Regions from separate parts of the Mus musculus genome. Here region 2 is linked to region 1. A link is a contact called in public Micro-C data. All regions are on one chromosome and are shown on one strand. The core of a region is the stretch at or near the end of the contact, and the rest is flanking DNA. Distances in the headings are between cores, read along the strand shown.

Region 1 (5,016 bases), core at 1,009-3,508:
CTTCAGACTACAGGTGGGAATTAATTTGTAAAGGCAGGCAAACCACTGAAACAAAGGGGTAGTGTCCAAGCTGCTATCTCTTGAGAGATTTAGGAAATACAAGCTACACTGCATGCAAAGAGCTGCTATTGAGTTAAATAGTTTAAAGAATTCCAGGTGGTCTTCATGGGTCATAATGATTCTATGTCATCTGGGAATCATCTTTGTTCTTGCTATTTATTTTTTAAAGAACCATTGCTGATCCTACAAAGTTTCAGGAAGTTTATTCACCTAGGAAGCCCAATTGCGTAACTGTAAGTACTTCACAAAGTTCAGGCAAGCACTTATTTGCTGTAAAGTATAGAGATGCAGCAGCGAGTAGTGGGTTTCAGGTCACAATGGGTGAAGAATGCTTGGTTTATCCAGATCAAGACTGAACTCACCACTGCACTGTCCTCACTGTGTGCCATGTATAGAGTCAAGTCACAGACTGGACTTGTAGCATAAATCAGCAAATTTCCAGTGCTTTTGTCAGGATGAGAGGAAGGATTGTGGGTTACAAATGTGCCAGCAAAGTGTTAGCAGAAGAGAAGCAGAAGAGGACAGTTGCTGGGGTTGGGGTGGGAGGAGAGCAGGAAATAGCACAGAAATCAGTGCCTAATTCTTTCTTCAAAAGCAGTGGGAAACCTTTTCCATTGCCTTTGTAGCTAATTCCTTCACAGTGTTTATAAATTTTGTATTCCTCCCTTTGCTTTAAGAACAAATCTCCTGGCTTAGCATCATTTATAATCTGTTTTCTGCTTTTCTTTGCTTGCCTCTCCCACACTTCTGTCTTGTATTGTATTCTCAAGTCCCAACAAAACTAACACCCCTCCCCCATATCATGTCGTGCTTTGTGTCTTCTCTCTGCATAGAACTTTTTCTTCCTTTCCTCATAGACGCCATTTTACTTCACTTAGAAAATCCAGGGAAGCTCTCTTACACTCTTGCTCTCCTGCCTCTTACTCCTTCTGTTCCCTCTCTCCCCATTCCCTCCCCATCTTTCCATGTGGTCATCGCTGGCCTCCACTTCTCTACTCTCTCCTTCTCTCTGCCTTTCTCTGCCTCTACTACTTTCTTAACTCCCCTCCCATGTCCTAAATAAACTCTATTCTATACTAGAAAGAAAGAAAGAAAGAAAGAAAGAAAGAAAGAAAGAAAGAAAGAAAGAAAGAAAGAAAATAAATAAACCCAGGGAAGCCTACATAACATTACCTATCTCATCTAGAAACTATGTATTGTATGAGCACTCTCATATCTGATATCATGGACCAAAACAAGCTTTAAAGATTAATATAAGACAGGATTATGTTAAATCAATGGAGCAAGTGATGGTGTGCTCACACAGGACCTTCAATATTAACACAATTGGTGGTTCCTTCCTGCCTCACATGCATGAGGAACATATTGACCTAGGCAGCCAGAATTGTTGTAGCTTATATCTAGAAGGATTGTGTTGCAGAAGGCAGACATGGCCTATCTTTTGCTCTTCAAAGGAATAGTGACAGAGAAGCTAGGACAAACAGGATCAGGGACTACTGGTATTCATAAGGGCCATTCATTTAATATACCAAACCCAATTAGTATTGAAAAAAAAAAGTAACCATTGTGCCAGGGAGCAAGGAAGGTACAGATCTCTTATATCTGGACCAAAAGGCTTGAACAAGTTTTTCAGAACTCTTAGTTATAAATTCCTTGACTACAACTAACTTTACTCACCAGTAGTTTGACATAGCCATAACATGGCCTGCTTCTGGAACAGCCTCATGCCACCTCATCAAGATTTTCCCTGTCACAACCCATCAGGAAGCAAAGTTCTTTTAGTGTGGATTACTGAAAGTGGTCATCAACCAAGATCCCATAAATGCAGGAACATTTTTGAGAAATGCACTTCTTCGCTGCTTTGTTTAGATAGCTGACATCTATTGTTGTTTTCATAGGAATTAGCATATCAAAACTGTGCTTCTTCAGCCTTGTAAACAAATGAGAAAATTGTGTCTCATATTCTCTTTTGTTTCCAAGGTTAAATAAAATACAGTTTAATCACACTATGCCCCCAATAAATGATTTGGACCATATGACAAAATAAGGTCGACTTTTAGCGTTTTGATGTAAAACAAGGAATGATTTTAAGCATCAAATTATTTGGTAGAGTCCACCTAGCATGTTCTCCTAAGTCCTGGCGAGGTCTGTGAGACTATTGCCACTTTACACAAGGCCTCTCTGAGTAAAGGGCAAAATACCCTTGAGATAATTGTGAAACATTTTGCAATATTTTAATATTACTAAACAGAAACTTTCATTGCTTTTATATGGCCAGCTGGAACTGACACAAATATATGCTTGTTCGCTGTGAGTCTGCCCCAAACATATGATTTTATATAAGGATTTATTTATGGATAAGTCCTTTATCTTTATATTGAATGTAATACTTGCTGGTAGTTTTCAACTTGTAATTATTTTGCTTCATATCAAAGAACAATATTAGAAATTAGAGTCCATTCACTGTGGTGTCTGAGTCATGGACTATGCTGAGCATCTTTTGAAATTTGCTCAGCTATTCATTTTCAGGCTCCATACCATCCTTCTCTGCTTCTTCTATTCTTCCTCCTTCACATTATTCAGTTCTCTCTTTCTTTCAGTATTTGTAACATTATACTAATATGTAACAGCTACATGTACATTTCAAAGAATGAAACCCTCCCCTTCCCACAAGCTTGGCCTGTGATCCAAGGGAATGGCAGCATCCTTGGCCTCTGTGTAGACTTGTACTGTCAGATTAGTGATGCTGATGTCTTCAGGCCTGGGCCAAATCTGCACAATGTTCTTGGTACCAAGATGCTCCACTTTCTTCCTTTCTGTGGAATCCTATAGCTCTGTGGAGCTTATAAATAATTGAGTTATTTTTAAACCACTGGATGATTTCCAGTCACTCTCTTTTACACGGGATTAATTATGTAAGAAAACGGAATTGTGCCTCAGCAGTGTTACAATTTTTTAAAAACAACATGTTGTTTAAATTCAGGTTTGGCAACTCCAGCCTGAACCCCCTCGTATTTATGGCACCACACCCATAGCATAATAAAACCTTTAGACGTCTTTTGTCTTCTCGCTTGCCTTCTATTTTTTCTCAAGGGTGTTTTATGCTGGAAGATGCAAACAAAAGTTGTCCAGATGTTATTTGTATCAGAACAGAATTTCAGTCCAGCTATCTGTGGTTGCAAATGTTTATTTTAATGGGTTATTGTGCAATCCTTGCTGTGTAGACCTTCATGGCCTTATACGAACAGTCTCAGCAATGCCAGGACATTGTTTTTTAAAGTATATCATTTTAGTCCAATGGAATGATTAGTTGTCACCACAGGGGCAGAGGCTGCAGCACCTGGAGAAACAGAAAGTGTATTTTTGTCTGTGTCCTTGTGTTGACACTGTTCAAACTGCCCAATTATGAAACCATGACTGATGGACTTTAGGTAAGCAGGGGGAAGGTGTGGTCCAGGCCTTAGCAACAGCCTCAGCCCTTGGAGACAAAGTTACATGGCTGCAGTAAACATACCCGTGGTGTTGAAAAACAGGCCAGCTGCTGCCCCATACAGCTGATGGAATGAGAGAAGGGCTTAGCTAAGCCACAGCAGTGTGAGCAGTGAGTTTATTTTAGTGATTACAGCAGGCATGGGCTGGACTTATTATTCATTTTTAGAATTCTAATAAAATCTTAACTGATGTTTCCTTGATACTAGAGTAAATTGTTTACCTCGTATCTAAAAACACACATTAGAACCAGTACCAATTAACACTGAGGAGTTTCTAAGGCTTAAAATTAATATGAAGCTAGATTGCATCACACAGAAATAGATTTTAAGTTTTGTACAGTTATACATTTTAGAGCAACTGATTTTCTTTAAAAACATATATACATACATACATACATATATATATAATATTATGGAATATATATATATATAATATTATGGAATGCATATATATATATATATATATATATATATATACATACATATATATATAATATTAATGAAATACACAAGTCATTCTCTGTTGGAAGACTAGCCAGCAAGTTTCACTTAAAATGAACTATGTACTGCAGAAGTAATACCAAGTTTCTTACCTTAGTGTATTGACATTGAGGGCTGATATGTCTTCCAGCTAATGCTGTCCTTAAGGAGTTTGCATTGACTCATAAGCAAAGCAATTGGCCATATAAAATTAAAACTGAAAAGCATTTTGTGAATCATTTTTAAAAAGAAATTAATTTTTGTTTAAGTTTTATAGCTATCAAGAGTCTTGTTAAATTTTTTAATCCAGAAATTAGGTTTCAGTGAGGAAAAGCTTTTGGAAGTGTTGGCAAAATATAATTTTTTATTCGTTCACATCACTACTTATATCAATCTTGTAAAAAGGACTGTTGAATTAATGGCCAATAGTCCTTAGTTTAGAAAGTACTCGATGAAAGTCAATTCGTATTCTAGTAGCTTTGAAAATCATTGTCATTTCTAGAGTCTGAAATGTCTACAGTGTATCAATCTGCTTACTGCAGGGTTGTGCAGAGTTCTACTTCTTAAGAGTAAGAATCTGCTTTGACATGTGAGTGAACTAAGTGTCACATTTATGAAATACCTCTTTGCTTGTTTGCTTTATTGGCATCCCTAAACATAGGATTTACTTGAACTATCAGATAATCACCTTAAATCCACTATGATCACATACCGTTGCAGTTAAAGGGGGCACATTGTAGTTGAAGAGATGTGAATGAGTGGAGGGGAAATGTATTCTGCTGCTACTAGCAATATCCAGGAGGACTCACTCACTATTGCATTAGGAACTCAAGTAACCAGAATCTGCCGACTTTGTCTGCATTCCACTGGAAGCCAAACTTGACAGCAGCACATGAAAGTGAACATTTTATAGGGAAAGTACAAGAAGGATTAGTCTAGGATGGTAGAGACAGTTCCTAGGAAGTGAAGTCATCCTATAAGGGGC
Region 2 (5,016 bases), core at 1,851-4,350, 160 kb after region 1:
ATTCTAAATATGAAGCTATTGAGCTGAAATTCAGGTGGCTGGTGTGGTTCTTACACAGGTCCTCTAGATGAGTAACGAGGATATCATACTTATCCAATTCTATTGTCTGTCCAGAAAAGCAACCCAGATGACTAGTTATAGGAATAAAGATTATGTCCAACCACCAAAGAGTGAATACATTTTTGTTAATTATTACTTTTTAAATTAAAATTATATTATTTCCTCTATTTCCTTCCTCTAGTCCTTTTTATACATCTTTTTGCTTTCATGTCTTACATATATATATATGCAAACTCTCAGCATTCTTTAGTTATTCTTAGTTCTTTGTCTAGGGTTGAAACCCCATGAGCTTTCTCCTTGCATATTATTTACCCATTGGTGTCCTCCTGATCCTGATCTTGTTTAGAAAGCCATGTTGTTGAGATTTTTTGCAAAAATCTCTGACTTTTATTGAAGCTATGGAACTTAATCTATAAATGCTTCTAATTCAAGGCAGAGGTGAAAACCTGACATCTACCTTAAAGCTGAATAAAAATTTGCCACAATAAAAGCAAACCAAATGCTTAAGGAAATGACTTCTGCTACTGTAAAAGCATAATTTATTTGTTTGCCCTCTCAAAAGTCCTTCTACAAAGAGTGCTGTGTAACATGATGAAAGTCATGCTCGTTGTCACTTTCATCATGGCCACAGCCGCAATTTTCATCATCTAGTTTTTAGCAGTGTCTTCTGCATTTTATCAAAGGACAAAGTCCAAAGGAAATGCCTCTCTGCAAAGGTGCTGGGGAAGCCATTGCTTGATGATATAACTCTTGAGTTTAATACTCTTTAACTTTAATTCTGGGTACATTTTAGAGAATTGAGAGGAGTTGCCTGCCTTTAAGGTAAACCTTTATAAATACCAGGTAGAGAAGGGCATTTATCTGTGGTTAGCTTAATATGCTTTTTACACGTTTTGGCAATCAACAAGTATATAAGTTTAAGCTGAATTATGACTGAGGATCTGAACACTACTTCCAGAACCAAAGGCAGCTTGTGTTTCAATAAAATGTGAGACAAAAATCATAGAAGAACTGGTGGGCATGGGATACTCCATCACCTGTTTTGGTCATATATGCAAAAATTATCCACTACAGGAAAGCTAATGAAAGTGAGATGATGGGAAGAAACCAACACTGATTACAAACTCCTTTTGTATAAATAAAGTATAGAAGACTCTTAATCCTAGCAACATGGCTGCTCTGGAAAGAGATTACATTCAAAGACCTTCTAGGTCTGTGTGATCTGGCTGGAATACAAACATGCCTTTAGTTCACACCTTTAATCCCAACCAATGAATGAATGTCAGTCTGTAGAAGAAAGCAGCCATGTTTGAAAGTGACTTCTAATTGAGGGGCATATAAAGTGATACATCAGAGAAAGATCTGACAGAATGAACCAGGACACACCCAACTCTCATGAGCATAGAGAGAAAAGAGAGGCTACTTAGGAGTAGCACAGAAAGTAGGTAGAATCAGTCCATTCAGCTGAGTTCAGTATGCAGTGCCCTTGAGTCTGTTCATGAGTTCTTTTCAGGTTGTGCAGTTTGTACAGTGCAAGTAAGCAAAGGCAGTTGAAGCTAAGGAAGAGGAAGGATCGGGGTCCAGAAGATTAGAACACATTGCTAGAGTTAGTTTGAAGCCAAGCAGAACAATACAGTGAGGTGTTGAGCAAAGCCAGACTGAATCAGTCAGCTTAGAGGAGAGTTTAACTAGAAGAGCTGAGTTGAACCAGCCAGCTAGAGATCAATACAAGCTAGAAAGGGTGAACTTACTCAGCAGGAAGCCTCTAAGATGGCAATTACATCTAGTGAATAAAAGATACTTTTACAATAAATAAACATGGTGGATGGGATTGATGAAACCGACATGAGGTATGTATTGGGGTACCTTTTCCTCAATGACTTTAAGAAACTTGAAAGTTGCTCTAATGAATACTGTAATTGTCTATATCTGTGTAATTTCGGTTTCTTACAAATAGCTTTCTCTTAAAATGCTAGGAAAAAAATTTAGGAGGGTAAAATCCTCAAAATTATTTTCCAGACCAGATTTATTTTGGCAGTCACATTTAGGAATCTCTGTAGCATACCAAATTCTGAGGATTGTATTTGGACACACATCCATAACTGTAGTCATCAGTTTACTGACAACCATCTGCTTGGACATTACTTCCACCTCCTAATAACTAATGTTAGATTGAAATGGCAACCGATATTCTCAGCAGCAAAGGTTTTTAAAAAGGCAACACTATTCTTACACACAGTTATAAGTCAACTATTGATCCTATCTCATTGTTCAAACACATTTAGATAATATTATCTAAGGCTTTCCATCACTACCAAGATCTTTACAAAGCTCATATCCATTCATTTTTGCCTCTTTATTTATAGCTTTTCCTCTTAGCAAATTCCACTGATGCATTCTAGTACTTCAGTTAAAGGAACATTTTTTGTAATTGCCTTATTTGTCCTGGGCATTTGAGCATGTCAGAGCACACTTCAGTAAATTGTAGATGCCTTTCTGCTCTGTAATACTATTTTAGATCACTATTTATGTATATCTTATGGTCTTTGAAACTTATGTCTTACATATTGTGTGGACATTTTCAATGTGTGCATGAGTGTGTGTTTGTTTATGTGTGTCTGCATCTGCATCTATTTTCTACCACTGTGTGTGTGTGTGTGTGTGTGTGTATGTGTGTGTGTGATAAATCAGAAGTCCAGAAAGGATTTCTTTTTTAAATACTTCCTGTTCTTAGGAGGATTTCCATCTCTTAGTGCTGCTTCCTTCTGTCAATACATTCCACTATCAGTATATTCTTACAGTTAGAGTGGTCCATTGGCCACCAGTTCCCCATGTTTCATGTTCTCAAAAATTGTAGCTGAAAAAAAAAATCCCAGTTTAAATTTTCAAGCAAAAACATCTGCAAAGAACCTTATTGTCTATTAGGCTAAAATTAGATCAAGTACTTATCCCTGGATCTAGGCTGTTCATGTAAAAGGAGGCCAAGATCTGATTAGGCAAGTCTGAAAGACACATCAGCATATGAAACTGGAGAGTTGAATGCCAGGAAAAGCCCAAGCCTGTGTGAAAGGTCGTGAGTTAGCATTGAAATTAGGGGAGAAGTGGATACTAGCAGATTATTCCAAGATTGTGTTTCTTGTCTTTCCTAAAGTAAAACAAAACATAGAAACAGAAAAATAGAAGTCTGAGTATATTGCATTAAAAGCTTGGACTTGAACTATACATTAGGAACTACTAAAAATTAGACATACTTTGGAAGTTATCTGAGTAAGTTTTGTTTTTCTTTGTTTGTTTTATTTTTTCATTCCATTAACTTATTTATTTACTTTCGTTACATCCCAATTGTAGCTCCCCTTTCTTTCTAGTTACCCCTACAACTCCTAACCCAACTCTCTCTTTCTCCTTCTCCTCTGGGAAACAAGAGGGTCCCTTGTATACCAACCTACACTGGCACATCAAGTCACTGAAAGACTAGGCACAAACTCTCCAACTGAAGACAGACAAGGTAACCCAGTTGGGGGAACAGGATCCATGAACATACAACAGAGTCAAGGGCACACCTGCATGTTGGGGGACCTGCATGAAGACCAAATTGCCTATCTGCTACATAAATGTCTTTGGTGAGGGGTGGGGGGTGGGGGTGGGGTGGCTAGATCCAGCCTATGAATGTCCATTGTTTAGTAGTTTAGTCTCTGAGAGCCCCTAAGATTCCAGATTAGTTGACTTTGTTGGTCTTCTTGTGGACCACTCTGGGTTACTCAATCTTTCTCCCAATTCTTCCACAAGATTCTCCAAACTATCAAATGTTTGGCTGTGGGTCTCTGCATCTGCTTCAGTCAGCTGCTGGGTGGGACCTCTCAGAGGACAGTTTGTCTAGGCTCATGTCTGGAAGCATAATAGAGTCTCATTATTAGTGTCAGTATATCCATATTTATCATCCTGTACAAAATTCAAGAACTTGTGGATCAAGAAATATAAAGTTGGATACACTAAATCTAATAGAAGAGAAAGTAGAAAATAGCCTTGAACACATTGGTACAGGAGATAATTTTTTGAATAAAACACCAAAGGCTCAGGCTCTAAGATCAACAATTAATAAATGGAACCTCGTGGTAACCTAGACATCCCTCAGCCAAAGATTGGATATAGAAAATGTGGCTCATTTACACAATGGAATGCTATTCAGCTATTTAAAACATGGGCATCATGAATTTTTGAGGCAAATGGAGGGCACTGGAAAAATCTTCCTGAGTGAGGTAGCCCATACCCAAAAGGATGTGCATAATATGTAATCACTGTTAAGTGGATATTAACCATAAATTACAGGATACCCATGATATACCCCATAGACCCAAAGAAGCTAAACAAGATGGAAAGCCCAAGTGAGAATGCATGAATCCCACTTAGAAGGGGGAATAAATAGTATAGAAGGCAGATGAAGGGAGGGAACTTGGTGGGAGAGGGTAAGGGAGGGTGTTGGGGCCGGCCTGCGGCTCTCATGTCCGGGTTCGAGCCTGGAATGCATCTTGGAACTGAAAGAAAAGAGGGAGCCTAGGTGGGTTGAGAAATAATGGAACCAAGACATGCTAGTCTGCTCAAGATTCAAATGTTTAATGGTGGACACGCTTTATCTTTTTTTTAATTTTTTTTATTACGTATTTTCCTCAATTACATTTCCAATGCTATCCCAAAAGTCCCCCCCCTCCCCCCCCCACTTCCCTACCCACCCATTCCCATTTTTTGGCCCTGGCGTTCCCCTGTACTGGGGCATATACAGTTTTCGTGTCCAATGGGCCTCTCTTTCCAGTGATGGCCGACTAGGCCGTCTTTTGATACACATGCAGTTAGAGTCAAGAGTTCCGGGGTACTGGTTAGCAAACACATAAGTGGATGCTCACAGTCAGCTATTGGATGGATCACAGGGCCCCCAATGGAGGAGCTTTAGAAAGTATCCAG

What was found. A called contact is a pair of places that touch in the nucleus more often than the background predicts.
Region 2: a contact with region 1 is called in a Micro-C map of brown adipocytes, with 3 times the contacts expected there. The contact joins two enhancer-like sites. A contact is called at or near these places in 3 of 484 Hi-C or Micro-C datasets (3T3-L1-derived adipocytes, brown adipocytes and embryonic fibroblasts).

Annotation. Positions count from the first base shown.
Region 1 is chr2:45,744,568-45,749,583 of GRCm38.p6, forward strand. No RefSeq gene overlaps it. Among named protein-coding and RNA genes, the nearest start is that of 1700019E08Rik, 50 kb to the left of the region's middle. Within about 2 kb of position 2,259, at least 22 of the 459 cell types and tissues checked have an H3K27ac peak or open chromatin away from gene starts, as enhancers often do. A contact at or near this core is called in brown adipocytes, where this site is marked.
Region 2 is chr2:45,905,996-45,911,011 of GRCm38.p6, forward strand. No RefSeq gene overlaps it. Among named protein-coding and RNA genes, the nearest start is that of 1700019E08Rik, 210 kb to the left of the region's middle. Within about 2 kb of position 3,101, at least 8 of the 459 cell types and tissues checked have an H3K27ac peak or open chromatin away from gene starts, as enhancers often do. A contact at or near this core is called in brown adipocytes, where this site is marked.